Regions from separate parts of the Mus musculus genome. Here region 1 is linked to region 2. The links are chromatin contacts, called in public Micro-C maps. All regions are on one chromosome and are shown on one strand. The core of a region is the stretch at or near the end of the contact, and the rest is flanking DNA. Distances in the headings are between cores, read along the strand shown. Region 1 holds the start of Ralgapa1 (Ral GTPase activating protein, alpha subunit 1). Region 2 overlaps Ralgapa1 (Ral GTPase activating protein, alpha subunit 1).

Region 1 (6,427 bases), core at 3,903-6,402, 43 kb after region 2:
GGATTGAGTCTCGGACCCTCAAGCATGCTAGGCAAGCACTCTACCACTGAGCTACAACCCAGCTCTTCTTTTCTGTTACTTGTGTTATGGAAAAGACAGGTCCTGGGCCTTATGCAAGCAGTGCATGCTTTCTTACTGAGCTTCATGCCCAAGCCCTAGTTATAGTTATCTTGTTTGGGTAAGTCTAATGTTGATTTCATGAGGAACCCCTTTGTTAAAATTACCGTAAAAACTTTAAATATATACAATTTTATCGGATGACAACTATATATTAATAAAGCTGTTAGAATGATCTAGCAATAACCCATTCTTAGCTAAATAAGCCCTTGTGTTTTTTAATCTAGATGACTAAACTTTGCACTTGCCACTGTAAGTAGAAGCAAACTAACATTTCTAGAACATGCATAATATGTGCTAACCTTACTACCATTATCATTATATCTTTGTTATTTTTGTCTTTTTTTTAAATATTTTTTATTACGTATTTTCCTCAATTACATTTCCAATGCTATCCCAAAAGTCCCCCCCCCCCGTGTCTTTTTTTTTTTTCTTTTCCCAGAGCTGAGACCGAACCCACGGCCTTAAAATACTAGTTATAAAACAGAAGTGGGAAGTAAAAAAGATACCATAAAACTCTATAAACCAGACCAGACAAGGCCTCTTTTTTTTTTTTTTTTTTTTTTTTTTTTTGCTTAACATTTAGTTCCTACAAACCAAATACATGGTATGATAATCATAAGCAGCCAGCAGATTTAAAATCTAAGTCCATCAGAGGAGAGGTTAATATTTTTTTGAGACAGAGTCTCACTATGTAGCCCTGGTTGGTGTGGTACTCACTATGTAGCTGTAGCCCCGAGTGTCTTAACCTGTAATCCTCCTGCCTTGGCAATGACATGCATCATTACACCTGGCTAAGGTCTATAAATTTAACTGGAATTTCCACTACAGTGGAAACACACAAGCCAACAAAAAGGTTACTACTGGATATTTAAGTTTTAAGTTTCTTTGGTTTTTGTTTTGTTTTTCGAGACATGGTTTCTCTGTATAGTCCTGGCTGTCCTGGAACTCACTCTGTAGACCAGGCTGGCCTCGAACTCAGAAATCTGCCTGCCTCTGCCTCCCGAGTGCTGGGATTAAAGGTGTGCATCACCACCGCCTGTTCTTTGTTTTTTGGGTTTTTTTGTTTGTTTGCTTTTTTTTTTTTTTTTTGGTTTTTTGAGACAGGGTTTCTCTGTATAGCCATGGCTGTCCTGGAACTCACTTTGTAGACCAGGCTGGCCTCAAACTCAGAAATCTGCCTGCCTCTGCCTCCCCAGTGCTGGGATTAAAGGCATGTGCCACCACGCCCAGCAAGTTTTAAGTTTTTATATAATAATTTTTAAGCGAAAGAAGACACACACCCCTTGATTTGCTATTTTAATAATGTAAGGACTTAAGACAGGAAGGAAGGAAGGCAGGCAGGCAGGCAGGCAGGCAGGCAGGCAAAAGAGAGAGAGCTCAATGGTTAAGAACACTGGCTGTGGGCTGGCGAAATGGCTCAGCAGTTAAGAGCACTGACTGCTCTTCCAGAGGTCCTGAGTTCAAATCCCAGCAATCACATGATGGCTCACAACCATCTGTAATGAGATCTGATGCCCCCTTCTGGTGTGTCTGAAGACAGCCACAGTGTACATATAATAAGTAAATAAATCTTAAAAGAGAGAGAGAAGAAAGAACGAACGAACACTGGCCACTTTCCAGAGAACCTAGAGATTTAAGTCCCAGCACCCATATGGTAGCTTACAACTATCTGCATCTCCAGTTCTAGGGGATCAAACACTCTCTTCTGGCTTCTGTGAGTACCAAAGCACATATGTAATGCACAGGCATACATACTAACATGAAAAATAAAAATATACATTTCTTTAAATGAAAAGCACTGAAGAAGCCATCTTTCAAATGTTGGATATTCCTTCAGACCTCTACCCAGTGAGTAAGGACCTATATAGAAGACCACACTAAAGCAGCTGTAGATCAGTGATGCCTACAGGAGACATGTCGATCATGTCTGGACATACTTTTTCTAAGGGAGTCACTATTTTATGCATGTACTGACTTCTATAATTACCCCTAGTGCACAGTACTTTTGTTTGGTCCAATATGATTCTGTGTTATTAGCAGACTAAGTAGTTTCTTCATTGTATTTCCTTAAAACCCTATTTATTTCCAAAAGGGATTTAAAATGACTCTTTCAACTACAAAATAGGAACCAGTGAGCAAGCCTCTAAGGGAGTTCAACTTTATCTTTCTCCCACTCATCTTCTTTCTTTCTTTCTTTCCTTTTTTTTTTTTTTTTTTTTTTTTTTTTTTTGGTTTTTTGAGACAGGGTTTCTCTGTGCAGTCCTGGCTGTCCTGGAACTCACTCCATAGACCAGGCTGGCCTCAAACTCAGAAATTTGCCTGCCTCTACCTCTGCCTCCCAAGTGCTGGGATCAAAGGTGTGCGCCACCACTGCCAGGCATCTTATTTTAAATGAAATAACTGTAACCATTAAATATTGAAGCCAAAATGTTGCTCAGCAGCAAAGTGCAGGCCTGCTAGCACACTTGAGTCCCCAGGTCAATTCCTAGCCCTGAGGCAGAGAGGGAGAGAACTTAAAACTAACCCTAGCATTTGGGAGTTCATCTTTTAGTATGCATTATGACAAGGCCTCAGAATATGCTATTCTGATATGTAGGGCATGGGTACTGTTGTGAGGGACTTTTCTGTTTAGCAGCATTTAGCATACTTATATGTAGTAGCAACTCTCCACAGAAAAAGTGTTTCCAGACATGATAACTGCTTTTGGCACAATGTGTTTGGTTAAGCACTGTGGTTCTACACTTGAGTGTGGGCTTCTCACAGGGCACAGGTACATAAGAAAGTTGTGAAAGGTAAGACATTCCTGGTGATTTCATTCTTAAAAGACTCCTTAAATTATGAAAGCAAAAGGTTTTTTTGCTTTCTTAAGTATTCCATTTTCGAACTGAGGAAGCCAGGTCCTACAAAATATCCAACATGTGTGGTAGTAATACATCTGATGTTTCCCAAGTTAGGAAACACACATGCACACACTACACACATACACACAACCACAAAACCCTCTATGCTGTGGCAGGTAATTTAGGAACTCTCAATACCCTGCTGTAACTCAGCTTTATAGTTACAACTGCATTTATGCAATCTACAGCTTGTCTCAAGTGAGAGTCAGATTGCACCAAGTGTCCACTTTCAAACGGCCGTTATTTTGTAATACATTTACGTGCCGATGACTTTGCGTGTCTCAGCATATCTTTTCACGCAAATCTTCAATGACTTAACTCCAAAATGGAAATGTTAAAAACCTCTACCATATTTAAATGGTTTACATAAGATGGATTTAATTGCTTTCTCACTATACCACAGGTATAAGTACTTGTGATAACTAAGACTAGCTGTCAGACATGTAGGAAGGCTGAAAAACAAATCAGAGACAGAAAATCTAGGCTTCGTTGTGGTCGTTAGTCTCCACCAGCTCCATCCATCTTCAACTTTTTTGTTTATATATTTTTTAAAATGGCAAATAATATCTCTATTTCTAGACAGATGGTCATGTTGGATTATACTAATTCATGTGAGACCCTTTGTAGACAGCAAAACACCACACAAATGTTGGGTATCATTGGTGGTATTAGTCACAACACAGTAGAGAAATCCATCCATGAAACAGAGGACACACCACTAAACATATAAGTCACTTTCCAAAACAGACAGAAATTAGGAGGACAGCTTGAGATGATAAACTCTGAATTAGAATTCAGACATCTGAGATCTAACCTCAGCTATCCTATTGTCATTCTATATGTCTAAGCCCTGGTCAACTTTCCTTTTTACCTCAAAATTTCTTCATTTAAAAAAAAAAAAAAATCCAAGTTGTCTATGACCAAGTATCCAAAAATCCTCGCTTAACACTTTATCCCAAATCTAGCTTGCTTCGGTCTTCAGAGACACTAAAGTTGATGAGACGGCAGAGAGTAAGAAATTTTTAATGAAAACTTAATTCTGTATCGTTCACGAGAACCTTCTTCTCTATAATTAGTTTTCTTCCTAAAGGACAGCAAATGAAGAACAGGGTGTATAGGGCGGGGTTCTTTCCCCAAGCTTCAGGAACCACCCACTTCCCAAAGAGGTGCAACTGCTTCCTCCAGGGCCCTCACCTGCCAAAAAAACTTGAAAGACTACGGGTTCCACTGGCCGAGCCAGCGCTTTGCTTTGCTTTGCTTTGCACTCGGGTGGGGATGGCAGTAGTCAGATGGCAAGCACACCCTCTAAACACCATTACCCACAACGCCAAGTGTCCCTGAAGTCTCATCAAGGACTTAAGTTTCTGGCCTGACTGTCATTTTTTTTTTTTTAAACAATCAGACCAGGAACTCCAACGTGGGTCTCTCCGTGCTGGTGCTGACTGATTTGTACCAACTGCCAAGCTGTCCCCTTCCCTCGCCGCCCGCCCGCGCGTGGGCAGAGGCGCCGCCGGCCCTCACTCCCGACCGCGCCAGGTCGCGAGGGCGAAGCCCGGAGCTCGCGGGGTGACAGGCCGGGGGCAGCAAGGCCGCCGCGGCGGCGCCCCGGGGTCGCGGCTCCCCTCACCGATGACGATGCGCAGGTGCTTGAGGCGGGTCAGCGCGTCCTTCTTGGTGTCCAGCACCTTCTGGGTGGACTTCTTCACGTCCCCGTGCGGCTTCTTAGAGAACATCCTGCGGCCGCCGCGGCCCCTCCCGGCCGGGTCCCGACGACCCAGCGCAGGCGGTGGGCGGGGAAGAGGCTAGCCGCGGCGGCTCATGCGTTCCCCCGCGTCCGCCGCTGCCGCGCGGGCCCCGCTGCCAGGCCCGCCTCTCGCCGCCGCCGCCGCACGGAACCTGCAGCCCCGGCTCCAATATGGCGGATCCGCCCCGCGCGCTGCAGCGACGAGGAGACGCGGAGCGGCCGCCGCCGCCCAGGCCGCGGCAGGAATCCCCACAGCCGCGGAGAGGGAGCGCTCCGCCGCGGCGCCACTCCTCTCTCCCTGAGGCCCCCTTAAGGTTGAAGCGTCTCTAGCAGCTTCAACCCCGCGGAGGCCAAAACCGAGTCGTGTGGTGATGGAGTTTCACGACTCTGCCGTCGGTGGCGAACGGTCCCCGTGGCAACCGCCTTCTGACGTCAAGTGCTCGTGACGTCATGTCAGCGTGAGCTCATTCCTGCCTCTATAGCCTCTTGGTTTCCTGTGTCTGTAGTAATGAAGAAGGGCAAGAAAGTTAAGGAAGGTGTTGTCTACTGTGTGCTCCTTGTAAACAGCGGTTCCTAGAGTTTTTGTTGAAAAAGTCGTTCATCTCCACTCTTTAAACCGCTCTGAGTAACTTAAACATCAGAACAGATGTGCAAGGCCAGCTTGATACTAGCTCTGAAGCCTTGGCTCTGACGTCATTTCACTTTCTAATTTGGATATTTCCTGTGTTTTGCAAACCGTTCACTTTCTAATTTGGATTCTTCCTGCGTCTTGCAAAATAATGATTAAAAATGTACTGTACTTTAGAGATGCGTGGGAGTGTTGCATCCTTTTCCTTTAAATTAACATGCACATGGCTAGAGCTGCAGTTCGCTCTAGCACCAGATCTCCAGCACCAAGAAAACAGACATAAATAAATAAAATATCTTGTACAAGTAAATGCATCCTACCATATATCAGAGAAAAAAAATTAAGAAATCTGGATGATTTTAAAGGAAGGCTGTCTTTAGATGTGAAATACTCACCTAAATCCAAAGAACGCTGTGTAAGATCCAAGTAAAACAATTAACTAAGTGTGGTAGTGCTCTGCTGTCATACTAGGATTTGGGAAGACATAATTCAAGGTCAATGGCAGCTACGTTAGACCATGTCTCAAAACAAAACAAAACAAAACAAAAAACTACAAAACACAAGTAGTAATCACAAACTCTGGCTTTTTGTCTTTGCCTGTCCCTAGTGCCCAGTCCCCTGCTGATCTATCTTCCGTCACTCTGAATTAATATTTGTTAGACAATTTTGTTTGTATTTTTCTTTAGAGACTTTAAATAATTTATTTTATTTGTTTGTTTATTCATTTGCTTTTTTCGTTTTGGTTTTCCAAGGCAGGGTTTTTCTGTGTAGCCCTGGCTGTGAACTCACTCTGTAGATCAAGGTGGCCTAGAACTCACAGAGATCCACATGCCTCTGCCTCCAGAGTTCTGAGATTAAAGTGTGTGCCACCACTGTCCAGCTTGTTTGTTTGTTTATTTTGGTGTTCTGCCTACATATATGTCTGTGAGATGGTATCAGATCCCCTGGAACTAGGGTTACAGACAGCTGCAAGTTGCCATGGAGGTGCTGGGAATTGAACCTAGGTCCTCTTAACTGCTGAGCTGATTGATTTTT
Region 2 (6,729 bases), core at 1,591-4,090:
ATGAGAACCACAGTTACACTAAAACTATCATACACTAAATTAGGGGAAACAGCATACAAAGGTCCATACTATCTGCAGTTTCAGTAATCTCCAAAGGAGACTATTATTCCATTAATACTGAGATAAACTAGAACCTAAGACTAATATATGGCTAAAATCATCTTCTGCATCTCTTAAGCTTTCTTTAAAAATATATATTATTATACAAATTTTATTTTCTATTAAGAAAATACATACTACTTCTGCAAGAACAGTTAAAGTTTGAGTTTTGAGATAGATTTATTCAAATAAACCATCACTAGCGTCCATTTTAAATATGCAGTATACCTAAGGCAGGTAAACTCAGGAAGCCACTTAACGTTGCTTATTTTATTAAACATTACCTGAATATTCTTTGGCAAGACTTCACCTTCCATCCCAGGAATATTAGGTCCTGAATGTGGTTTTGGCTCCAGCCAGAAAGAAACCAGCCAACGAATGACAATAACCCGAGCCTGGATGAAAGGCTCTTTTGTACAATATATTGTTTCATTGGTTTCAGCATCCTTCTTTATCATCACATAATGAGGCTTTGGTCTGATCTGTGGGATATCTATATAAAAAGAGAAAACAAAACATAAAGTGAAAAGCACATTACCCGTAGCTAAGCCTTCATCTTAAAAGTCTTCAGAAGATATTGTGACACTTCACTGATTTTATAAGTGTTAATAAAAAAATAAATAATTCTATGATGATAGATGCTACCTAAGAACCTAGAAGAACCATATATTAGGCTAATATAAAAAACCAAACCAAAACAAAAACATGTCTTTTCCAAAATTCAATCAACCTAGCATTCGGGAGGCAGAGGCAGGAGGATCTTTGAGTTTGAGGCAAGCCTGGTCCACATAGTGAGTTCCTGGACAGCCAGAGAAACCGTCTTGAAACAAAAGCAAAAACAAAACCAAACAAGCAAACCAAAACACTCAATGAGATGGCCACTAAGGCACTGCCCAAGCCTGCTAGCTGCCTGAAGATGTTCTATGAGGAGCGTCTCTTCAGAATAGACTTGTCTCTCCCTTTTCTATAAGACCCACGTCTGCCTCTAAACCAGATTTGTACAAAAGGCTCTAATGTCAAGGTCATTTTGCAAAAACACTAAAAATCAGACAAGAAATGACAAAAAGAGAAAACAATTTAACTATTTATACAATTTAACAGTTAAGAGAATCCTTGAGAAATCATAGGGGGAAAAATTCATAATACATAATAAGGTCAGGCATGGTGGTGCATACCTGCAACCCCAGCACTTAGTGGGTGAGACAGAAAAATCACATGTTTGAGACCAGTTGGGTTATGTACCAAGACCCAGGCCATCCTAGGTGACTTACCAACTCTGTGTCTCAAAATTTAAAAAAATAAATATATACACATACACTAACGATCATAGAAACATTAGAATCCAAGTTAAACTACTATTAACTACTGGGTAAGATCCAAAGAACAACTTTTTGTGAAATTTTCCCATTCTCAGTGAAAATGTATTACTGTAAATGTACTTTTGTTATAAATCTGGGTATAGCATCAATACAAATAGTAGAGTGGTCAGTGTTCTGTAAGTAACAAATGCCACTGACATCTTACTCTGTAAACTGTAAAATTCTAAATTATACTTACCAAGTACAGGATGATACAAACTATTCTCCTTGCAAATGTTTGGGAAAATATAAGGCAAGTAAAACTTCTTAAAATGTGAAAACAAAAATGAAAATCCCCTTTCTTGGTTTTCTTTGTTCTTCCATTCTAAACTTTTTACCTAAAAATAAACAGTATTATTACAATCATCCCAGGAAAACAGAGTCTTTTAAATATAGTTTAGCTGCTACAGCCCTGAGTAGGCAAGTGCAAACACCAAAGTCCAAGAACAGGAAGCAGGGTATACATTAAAGATAAGAGAACAGTACAATGTATGAGTCTATTTTAGCTTCACTAAATGACTTCATTTATTTGAAATGTTCAGTTTAGCATCTATAGATTAGAGTTTCCCCAGGGCAGCAGATGGAGTGATTCTAGAGTGAAAAGACTCTTAATGGAACTTAGATTTCCTATGAGAGGAAACTAAACTATTTCAAAAGTTATCTGTACTTAGAGCAGCACAGTCCTTAAAAACATCTACTAAGCTACATTCTATGTGACAGCCAGACTGCATGTACATACCAGCTCAATAAAGCTGTCTGTCAACAATCATTGGCTGGCAACATCACAGTAAAAATTCAGGAAGAAGTCTTCAATAAAATATTTAAGTAAAATTTTGAAGAGGAGGTTACACAATACATTTTCCCCCAAATATTTATTGATTTTAAAAAGAAAAATATTACTACCACATTGAAAAGGCCTGGCAGACATCACTTTAATCAGAGCATAAAGATATACACTAAAGATATATAAAAATTCCCTCTCAATCATTGTCAGAAAAGCTTTTTCTTACAGTGAGTCATGGTTAATACAGAAACTCCTGATCAGAAACTAATAAGAATGCTGATAAGTGACTGTGAATGCTTAGCCAGAGATGGGTCAGAATATATCCCCATCCAAGGTTTGTAGACCATCACAGAAGAGGGAATAGAAAGAATGTAAAAGCCAATGGATGGGGAAGGACAGTTGTGAAGTGCTGTTTTCAGGACATTACATGAGCTGCTGCACAAATCAACTCACAGAAGCTGTGGCCGCCTGCATAAGATCAAGCCAGTCAAAGTCCAGGGTGGATGGGAGACAGGCTGTCAAGAACTAGTCTTGGCAAATGAGCCATAGGCAGTTGAGCTACTGAGGAAAGTTTAGTCACTTTTCTCTGGGAATGTAGCTGCACAGGTTGCCCCAGCAGGGGGCCCCATACCCATGCACAACTGCTCAACACTTAACTAGATTCAGGGGGGATGATGATGAAAAAGAGAAGAAAAATCAGAATGGAGACAGGCAGGGTGTCCTGAGGAAAGCTGGAAGGAGGTGGTAATGATAAAAATACAATGCATACATACGTGAAAATTTTCAAAGAATAAATTTCTAAAAAAATTAAAGCAAAATACTGATCCATACAGGAGTATGGATGATTCTCAAAATAATTATAAGAAAAATGCCAGAATAAAAATGAATATACCTTAATCATCAGAGAAATGCAAATCAAAACAACCCTAAGATTCCATCTCACACCAGTCAGAATGGCTAAGATCAAAAATTCAGGTGACAGCAGATGCTGGCGTGGATGTGGAGAAAGAGGAACACTCCTTCATTGTTGGTGGGATTGCAAGTTGTACAACCACTCTGGAAATCAGTCTGGTGGTTCCTCAGAAAATTGGACATAGTACTACCGGAGGATCCAGCAATACCTCTCCTGGGCATATATCCAGAAGATGTCCCAACTGGTAAGAAGGACACATGCTCCACTATGTTCATAGCAGCCTTATTTATAATAGCCAGAAGCTGGAAAGAACCCAGATGCCCCTCAACAGAGGAATGGATACAAAAAAATGTGGTACATTTACACAATGGAGTACTACTCAGCTATTAAAAGGAATGAATTATGAAATTCCTAGGCAAATGGTTGGACCTGGAAGGCATCATCCTGAGTGAGGTAACACAATCACAAAAGAACTCAAATGATATGTACTCACTAATAAGTGGATATTAGCCCAGAAACTTAGTATACCGGAGATATAAGATACAATTTGCAAAACACATAAAACTGAAGAAGAATGAAGACCAAAGTGTGGACACTTTGCCCCTTCTTAGAATTGGAAACAATACCCATGGAAGGAGTTACAGAGACAAAGTTTGGAGCTGAGACAAAAGGAAGGACCATCTAGAGAGTGCCATATCCAGGGATCCATCCCATAATTAGCCTCCAAACGATGACACCATTGCATACACTAGCAAGTGTTTGCTGAAAGGACCCTGATATAGCTGTCTCCTGTGAGACTAGGCCGGGGCCTAGCAAACACATAAGTGGATGCTCACAGTCAGCTATTGGATGGATCACAGGGCCCCCAATGGAGGAACTAGAGAAAGTATCCAAGGAGCTAAAGGGAACTGCAACCCTGTAGGTGCAACAACATTCTGAACTAACCAGTACCCCGGAGCTCTTGACTCTAGCTGCGTATGTATCAAAAGATGGCCTAGTCGGCCATCACTGGAAAGAGAGGCCCATTGGACTTGCAAACTTTATATGCCCTAGTACAGGGGAACGCCAGGGCCAAAAAGTGGGAGTGGGTGGGTAGGGGAGTGGGGGGGAGGGTATGGGGGACTTTTGGGATAGCATTGGAAATGTAATTGAGGAAAATACGTAATAAAAAATATTAAAAAAAAAAGAACAAGGTTTTGGGCTAGTATCCACTTATCAGTGAGTACATATTGTGTGAGTTCCTTTGTGATTGTGTTACCTCACTCAGGATGATGCCCTCCAGGTCCATCCATTTGGCTAGGAATTTCATAAATTCATTCTTTTTAATAGCTGAGTAGTACTCCATTGTGTAGATGTACCACATTTTCTGTATCCATTCCTCTGTTGAGGGGCATCTGGGTTCTTTCCAGTTTCTGGCTATTATAAATAAGGCTGCTATGAACATAGTGGAGCATGTGTCCTTCTTACCAGTTGGGGCTTCTTCTGGATATATGCCCAACCCCATAATCAGCTTCCAAATGCTGACACCATTGCATACACTAGCAAGATTTTACTGAAAGGACCCAGATGTAGCTGTCTCTTGTGAGACTATGCCGGGGCCTAGCAAATACAGAAGTGGATGCTCACAGTCAGCTAATGGATGGATCACAGGGCTCCCAATGGAGGAGCTAGAGAAAGTACCCAAGGAGCTAAAGGGATCTTCAACCCTATAGGTGGAACAACATTATGAACTAACCAGTACCCCTGAGCTCTTGACTCTAGCTGCATATGTATCAAAAGATGGCCTAGTCGGCCATCACTGGAAAGAGAGGCCCATTGGACACGCAGACTTTGTGTGCCCCGGTACAGGGGATCGCCAGGGCCAAAGGGGGGGAGTGGGTGGGTAGGGGAGTGGGGGTGGGTGGGTAAGGGGGACTTTTGGTATAGCATTGGAAATGTAAATGAGCTAAATACCTAATAAAAAATGGAAAAAAAAAAAAAACAATAACAAAAAAAAAAAAAAAAAGAACAGAGGAAAAAAATGAATATATATGACTCAATGTATAAGAAATATGATAAAAATCACATTAATAGTTGCTTGGGAGGGGATGCAAAGGATACATTATAAAGAGATCAACAATTAAAAAAACTTCAAAGGCTGAATTATGGTGTCACATAACAAGATGGGCATGAAATGGTGACTAGCCTGCAGCCTCAGCATTCCCGAGGCTGAGTGGGAGGATTATGATCTGATGCCAGCCTGGGCTGGGCTATACACATAGTGCTAAGCTAGCACAGGCTACAAAAGGGAGGGAAGGAGGGAGGGAGGGTGAAAAAGAATGGACAAAAAGGAAGATTCAGCAAGTGATAAAACTTAACATCAAAATTAATTATATAAACAATTACATCTCAATTAACCTATGAGAGATTTTAAAAGGTATAAGAAGCATAAACTTTTGGGGGTGTTTTTTGTTTTGTTTGTTTGTTTTTTGTTTGTTTATTTCAAGACAGGGTTTCTCTGTATAGCCCTGGCTGTCCTGGAACTCACTTTGTAGACCAGGCTGGCCTCAAACTCAGAAATCCACTTGCCTCTGCCTCCCGAGTGCTGGGATTAAAGGCGTGCACCACCTTAGTGTGGATCTGGCTTAGGATCCACATTAATAGGATAGTGTTTGTTTCTCAGGTAAAAGAACTTTTGTATTTGGAATAACTATAAATAGAATTACAAATGTAAAAAGGTGTTTTCATCAACCAAAACACCCATATTTCACATACAGAGATAACAGCTTATTATTTAAGCCTTATTATTTAAGTTTTAACCTGTAAATTACTTTTCCTGATTCCTATCCTGTCAGTCACCCTCCTGATACGTCTTGAGAGACTGATCCTAAATCAAACAGCTATTCATATTTCACTGAGTAACAGAGCTGCTGGTTATAATGAAAGGATTAGAAAATAAGACCAACTGGTTCATATAAGTTTACACATAACAAGAGTCTACTTCACAACAGGTGGATGGTACACACCTGTAATCCTAGCACTCAGGAGGCAGAGGCAAGCAGATCTCTGTGAGTGCCGGGTCAGTCAGAGCTACATCGTAAGACCGTGTGTCAAAACACAATACAAAAAGATCTACTTCGTGGGTCTGGGAAGATGGCTCAGGAGGTGCCTGCTGTGTAAGCATGGGGACCTGAATCTGGATCCTAGGTACCCAAGTAAAAGCCATGCACTGTGGCTTGCACCTAGGAAGGCATAGAGAGGAGCAGGTAAGGACATCCCCAAAGCTCAGTGACCAGCCAGCTTGGCTGATCTGATGGGGTTCAGTGAGGGACCAACAGACCTCCCTCCAAAAAAAAAACAAAGTGAAAAAACTGAAGGATACAACTAATGGTAATCTCTGGACTCCATACAGATTTGCATGTACACACACACACACACACACACACACACACACACACGAGTCTACTTCAGCTCTATGGCAGTTTATAAGAATGACCCCAATAGGCTTATGCATTTGACATGTAGTCCCTACTTGCTGGTGGTGTTTGGGGAGGTTTCAGAGTGACCTTGTTGGACGAAGAGTGTCACTTGAGACA

What was found. A called contact is a pair of places that touch in the nucleus more often than the background predicts.
Region 1: a contact with region 2 is called in a Micro-C map of granulosa cells, with 2.6 times the contacts expected there. The contact joins the promoter of Ralgapa1 here to the enhancer-like site in region 2. A contact is called at or near these places in 14 of 39 promoter capture datasets (the 3T3-L1 cell line, 3T3-L1-derived adipocytes, the C10 cell line and 8 more), 8 of 15 datasets of contacts at CTCF or cohesin (CD8 T cells, the G1E-ER4 cell line, the NIH/3T3 cell line and 4 more), 131 of 484 Hi-C or Micro-C datasets (the AML12 cell line, B cells, the Ba/F3 cell line and 80 more), 21 of 115 datasets of contacts at active chromatin or transcription factors (the 230-238 cell line, CD8 T cells, the SCID.adh cell line and 15 more) and 3 of 9 other capture datasets (adipose tissue, liver and pancreatic islet).

Annotation. Positions count from the first base shown.
Region 1 is chr12:55,816,015-55,822,441 of GRCm38.p6, forward strand. Ralgapa1 (Ral GTPase activating protein, alpha subunit 1) reads right to left here and starts at 5,153. Exons shown (of 42, transcript NM_001368814.1): 1 at 4,648-5,153. The coding sequence starts at 4,753.
Region 2 is chr12:55,775,636-55,782,364 of GRCm38.p6, forward strand. Ralgapa1 (Ral GTPase activating protein, alpha subunit 1) reads right to left here. Exons shown (of 42, transcript NM_001368814.1): 8 at 1,657-1,795; 9 at 384-592. Among named protein-coding and RNA genes, the nearest start is that of Ralgapa1, 42 kb to the right of the region's middle. Within about 2 kb of position 2,841, at least 3 of the 459 cell types and tissues checked have an H3K27ac peak or open chromatin away from gene starts, as enhancers often do. A contact at or near this core is called in granulosa cells, where this site is marked.